2 separate regions of the Mus musculus genome follow, and region 1 is linked to region 2. A link is a contact called in public HiChIP or PLAC-seq data. All regions are on one chromosome and are shown on one strand. The core of a region is the stretch at or near the end of the contact, and the rest is flanking DNA. Distances in the headings are between cores, read along the strand shown. Region 1 has its middle 43 kb from the start of Gm39359. Region 2 overlaps Smad3 (SMAD family member 3).

Evidence for each region. HiChIP or PLAC-seq counts read pairs in DNA pulled down with a chosen protein or histone mark.
Region 1: a contact with region 2 is called in an HNF4G HiChIP or PLAC-seq map of pancreatic cancer cells. The contact joins two enhancer-like sites. A contact is called at or near these places in 24 of 484 Hi-C or Micro-C datasets (the AML12 cell line, B cells, the C2C12 cell line and 17 more), 10 of 115 datasets of contacts at active chromatin or transcription factors (the HPC-7 cell line, the NIH/3T3 cell line, T-cell acute lymphoblastic leukemia and 7 more) and 3 of 9 other capture datasets (adipose tissue, embryonic stem cells and liver).

Annotation. Positions count from the first base shown.
Region 1 is chr9:63,837,585-63,840,284 of GRCm38.p6, forward strand. No RefSeq gene overlaps it. Among named protein-coding and RNA genes, the nearest start is that of Gm39359, 43 kb to the left of the region's middle. Within about 2 kb of position 1,442, at least 31 of the 459 cell types and tissues checked have an H3K27ac peak or open chromatin away from gene starts, as enhancers often do. A contact at or near this core is called in the AML12 cell line, the C2C12 cell line, the HL-1 cell line and 3 more, where this site is marked.
Region 2 is chr9:63,705,205-63,707,904 of GRCm38.p6, forward strand. The region is part of intron 1 of Smad3 (SMAD family member 3); the gene reads right to left. Among named protein-coding and RNA genes, the nearest start is that of Gm51710, 25 kb to the right of the region's middle. Within about 2 kb of position 1,372, at least 219 of the 459 cell types and tissues checked have an H3K27ac peak or open chromatin away from gene starts, as enhancers often do. A contact at or near this core is called in the AML12 cell line, the C2C12 cell line, the HL-1 cell line and 3 more, where this site is marked.

The DNA.
Region 1 (2,700 bases), core at 192-2,691, 130 kb after region 2:
CTGGGATTACAAGTATTGGTCTCCACATCAGGCTTTTATGTGGGTGCTAAGGTTCAAAATGAGGACTTGTGAAGCATTTAACAACTGGGCCATCTGCTCTGCCCCTACCAAGTGTCTTTGTGCATCCTGGTTCCTGTGACGTTAGACAATCAGCCTAGAAAAGCTATTGCCCATTGGGCCTGGAGATAGCTCCCTCCAGAGGCTGAGTGGGCTCAGGAAGCTGTTCTGTGGCCTCTGCTTCTCCCCTTTGGGCCTCAGTGTCCTCTTCAGGGTTCAATAAAGCATCCAAGTCACCCAAGATAATAATGACCGATGACAATAATGTCCAAGCCCTTAGGACGGCATTGTAACCCACACGAGCACACAGAATATTTCCGGTCTTTCCCCAGGTTTTCAGTTTTTTGTTTTGTTGTTGTTGTTGCTGCTGCTGCTGCTGCTGCTGCTGCTGCTGCTGCTGCTGCTGCTGCTGCTGCTGTTGTCTGGTTAGAATCCCCCTGTGTAGATCAAGCAGGCCTCTAACTTTTGAGTTTTTCCTGCCTTTGCCAACTAAGCTGTTTTAGGTGACTGACAGACAGGAGCCACCGTATCTCCTCCCCTTCCTTCCTTCCTTCCTTCCTTCCTTCCTTCCTTCCTTCCTTCCTTCCTTCCTTCCTTCTTTCCTTCCTTCCTTCCTTCCTTCCTTCCTTCCTTCCTTTCTCTTTCTTTAGACTATTATAACTGTTCTTTCTCTTGTGGTGTGATTAGAACTATCCTCACACAGATGGAAAACTGTGGCGTCTGGTCCTGACTCCCAGCCTCCTTGACTCTGGAAGTGAGCTGAGAGCTGGATCCCAGCATCCTCTTTGCTGCCAGGTGAGACCTCAGGACTGTCCTGGGCTTGGCTGGCCCATGGCTCCTGGGACTCTGTCTCTGCTAAGTGGCTTCCTGATGCAGGGTGATGGAGAACTCCCAGGTCAGAGGAAAGCAATGGAATACTGCCTCATCTATCAAAGCAGACCACGTGAAGGCTGGGGTTCCTTGGCCTGAAGGAACCGTGGTGTGAAAAGCTGAAGGTTCTCTGGGGATGGCGTCTCTGCCCCTCTAGGCCTCCATACAGGGAGGGAAACAAGTGGAAATGGGGTGAACAACTCTCTGTGGGGTTCTCAGAGAGTCTTTGGGCCTCTTGTCTATGCCCCTTCTGAAGTGGGGAAGGGACAGCGGAGATAGCCAGGATTCTGAGACTGGTTTGGAAGGCACCTCACCCTGATGTGGAGGCTGGACCGAGTCAGCCTCTCTCTCCTTCCCTTCCCATATTACATACATATATACCACTAAACACTTAAAAAACTGGCAAATTCTACCAATCACTGTTGGTTAAGGGCTCATTGTGTTCTGAGCTTTTGCCTGCATTAGGTCACTCTCTGTCCTAACCCTGTGGAAATGTCCTGACTTCGGGCTCCTCTCCCCGAGGAAGAGGCCAGTTCACAGGCAGGTTAGGGCTGAGCCACACATCTGTGAGTCACACAGTTGACTTCCACTTCAAATGGCAATCTTTAATCGATTGGTAGTGGCTGCCTGTAGGGCAATATTGAAATCTGGAAGCCTCCCTCAGATGAACTAGAAAGAGTGCTATGATTGATTAATGATGCCTGCCAGCAGAGGCACAGGGAAGGGTGGCTTGCATGCTGCCTATATGCTATCTGTTCCTAAGACTGTGGGCCCCAGGGTGAGTTCTTCTGTCTTCCCACGTTGACAGAACAGGGGTAGAGAAAGTGCTCAGCTCTTAAAGGCTAAGGCTGACAACCAAAATGCCAGGAATTCAGTTCCCAAGATGACAGAAAACCCACCAGGAACAGCAAAATCATGACTACAGGATTGTTTTTGCAGTCTACCAACACAACACAAGTGGAAGGGACTGTTCCCACAGTTGTGCTTGCAGGGGTTAGTCATCCTCACCCTGATGCGCAGCTCTCCCTCCATAGCTCTCACCTGCCAAGTGCCCCCCGGCACGCTGACTAAGGCAGGCTGAGTCACACGGGGCCGCACGGGGGCTGGCTGGGGTAGCATGCGGAGGCACAGAGTCCTTCCTAACTGTAGACAGTGAATCACCGCATCACTTAGCACCAGGACCGCTCTATCCATGGTACCCCACACACTCAATTGCCTGAACCCTCTTAGTTCTCTGGACTCCACTGTGCCTCGTTAGCTGGAGTGAGATACTCCTGTTCGTACCTGTGGATGGCATGGCCTCCCTTCTCCCCTCCCACCCCACCCCAACTGGAAGAATCCTGAACTTCAAGGGCCTGGCAGGCCCAAACCCATAGGAACTTTCTTTTCAGGGGTGGGGATGAGATTAGGGTCAGGGAGGTGTCTAGGAAAACCGGAGATTAGATTCCGACTCCCAGGACCCAGATTAGGACCTTGGCTTTTCACTTATAGTTTGGAAGAGCTTGTCCAAGCTACTTAATCTCTCTGTGCCTCGTTTTCCTTGTCCCCTGAATGGGAGGAGATCATCTCTGCAGAGCAAGGTTCAGCACTGGCATATGGGCTCTGGCAAACTATGTAGGACCCTTGAGCTTCCCGGGGACGATGCAGGGTAAGCAGGCCAATTCGTTTCACAGATAAGGTCACCGAAGCTCAGGGTCAAACCCACAGGTAATCATTTCATTCCAGATCCTGGGCTCAGCCCAGGAGAATGTCAGGATAGGCAGTAAGATGTGA
Region 2 (2,700 bases), core at 122-2,621:
CGGCCTCATTGTGGAGACTGAACTCAAGCCCTTATCCTGGGCCTTCACCAATGAAGCAATCTCCCAGCCTAGGGAAATAGATTGTCTGCCCATCTGTTTGTCTGTTTCAGAGACGATCAATCCTCTGTTCCTTGGGCTCAGGATAAAGTGAATGTTTTCCCTGCAGAGATCAACAAGTCTTGAGGCACCTGGCACCCTGGCACTCACTGATCCTGGCTTCATTCATTCATAGGACACGGCCTTTAAACAAAAAAGGTGAGAGCCTAACCAGCACTTCAGCTGTACCTGCAGTACACCTAAAAGCTGGGACAGGGGAGCACACATTCCTCTTTCCCAGGCTTGCTGGACACCAGAGGACATTCCTATCATACCTGTTCTCACGAGTGGTGGGACCTGCTAAGAGTCTGTCCACTCTAGCAGTCCAAGAGTCACCGCAGAAACATACTTAGCCCCATTCTTTAGGGACCTTCAATGTAAGTCCAACCTAATCACCCCAACTTTGGGATTCAGGGGCTAAGCACCTGCTGTGCACCAGATGTGGTGCCAGGACAGGACTGCTGGAATGGGGGAGGGGTGACGGCAGCACTGTCACACAGTTGCCCTGTGATGGGCCTTACAATATGCCAGGAGTGGGGGCTGATCTCTGAAACACATGATTTGGTCCTCAAAACCAATTCATGGGATTTGTCACCTGATTCAGGAATGAAAAAAAAAAAAAAAGATTTGTAGAATGCCAATGTCACAGCTGGCAGTCTTATGGCTTCCTCTTCACAGGGCAGGGTCTGGACAGAGAGCTACCCAACCCCCAAAGCCCTGTTCCCTCCCCAAAACTATCCTGACAGATCCTGGCTTAAAATCGAAGCTAGGAGCTACTCTCTCCATCCACTTACTTCTCTGGGGCTTAGTATTTTTCATCCCAGAACAGCAGATATTTAAGGAGACTTCCTCTGGTTTAGTCATAGATGTTTTAGGGAGACCTAAGGAAATCAGACGTCTTTCTGGTGACCTTAGAAGCTGAATGGACAAGGGCCTGCTGTCCTGCCTCCTTCGTGAATGCTCTCATCAGCATAAGAGAGCCTGAGTATAGCTGCCCCTGACTGAGCAGAGCTGCCCCTGTTCCAGCTCTCCCTCCCCACATACTCTCCCTCCTGCCCCTCTACAGCCCTTCACAGTTTCCAGGAGCTGCCCATCCAGGGCAAGGCAGGGACAAAAGAGAGCAGGGGACTAAAGTGTCCTCAGAGATGATAGGCAGGCTGGTGACTGGGGCCGGAAGTGCCAAGGGCCCTTGCTGGCAGCCAGCCTGCATCACAGGCTGACAGGAAACAGGAGAAGACAGCACTGAGGCCGCGTGGAAATCCCCACCGGGCTCCACGCCGGGGTTGTGACTCAGAGTCCTAGGCAGCCGGAGAGCTACCCTCCCACCCCAGCCCCCCAGGCAGGGTGGAGAAGAGGCCACAGGAAATAGGTCACTGTATCTGTGCACAAAGATGCAGGGGCCTGGCATCCACCAAGCTACAGATGCCAAGATGTGGGGCACTGACGAAGGGCATGGATTCAGGGACCCTGGGTCCCCCTGCAATCCTGAGACGTTCCTTTCTAAAGGGAGAGCTTCAGCAGCCGCCGCAGAGACCCACCCCTCTTTTAAAACCTGCTCTTCAGAGACTCAAGGAGTCCGTGAAGGATGGATCCTACCATCTACCCAGAGGCCAGACAACTCCACTCCACAGAGCTCAGCCCTCTCATTCCCCAGGATGGGCTAGCTGGCTCTTCAGGAGATCCCCCAAGAGACTGCCCAATGCAGTCACCATCCTAAGCAGGGACCTCTACCAGGTCTACCCTTCAGTCACAATGGCCGTGTGTTACAGAGGTCACATCTTTTGCTTCCAAAAAGGAAACAAACAGGATTCAAAAATAGAAACACTTTTTTGTTTAAAGGCCGTGTCCTATGAATGTTATGAGACTCAATGTCAAGGCAGGGGCTTGAGATACAAGAAATTCATCCCTTCTCCGATCCCCTCTGACACCCTAGGGAGCTCCAGGCCCTGGAAAGTGCCCAGTTCCTGACTGTGACATTGACATGATCAATTTCTTTGTCTTTATTTTTCTTCAAGATAGGGTCTCACTACACAGCCCTAGCCGGCCTAGAACTCACTGTGTACACCAAGCTAGCCTTAAACTCACAGAGATCCATCCACCTGCCTCTGCCTCTATCTCTGCCTCCGAAGCGCTTAGAAGAGACACATGTACCATCACACCTATAAAAATAAAACTAAAAGCTCAATATTGGACTGACAAGGTGGCTCAGTGGGTAAGGACACTTGCCCTGACTGTCGTCACCCAGTGGCCTCTAAGTAACGACATTCTTCTGGGTACCCTATGACATCAGCACCATTGCTCTGTCTCTCTGGCCAACCCGGAACTACTTCCACTCTGTCCTCCTGGACCTGACCTCAATCCCCCAAGACTCACAGTGTCTCCCTCATCTTTGACCTCTCCAGGAACTCTACATACATCCACCCAGCACCAGTCCAAGCTCCAAGTGATGGGTGCTGCACACACCTCTGCTGTGCCATGCACATCAGCAGGTATTGCACATGCCTGCACTGAGCCTTGCATATCAGTGCTGGCCTCAGAGAACACAGTAGTGAACTAGAGATAGGCCAGAGCTAACCTGGCAGGAGCCCCGGAGGTACTGCAACA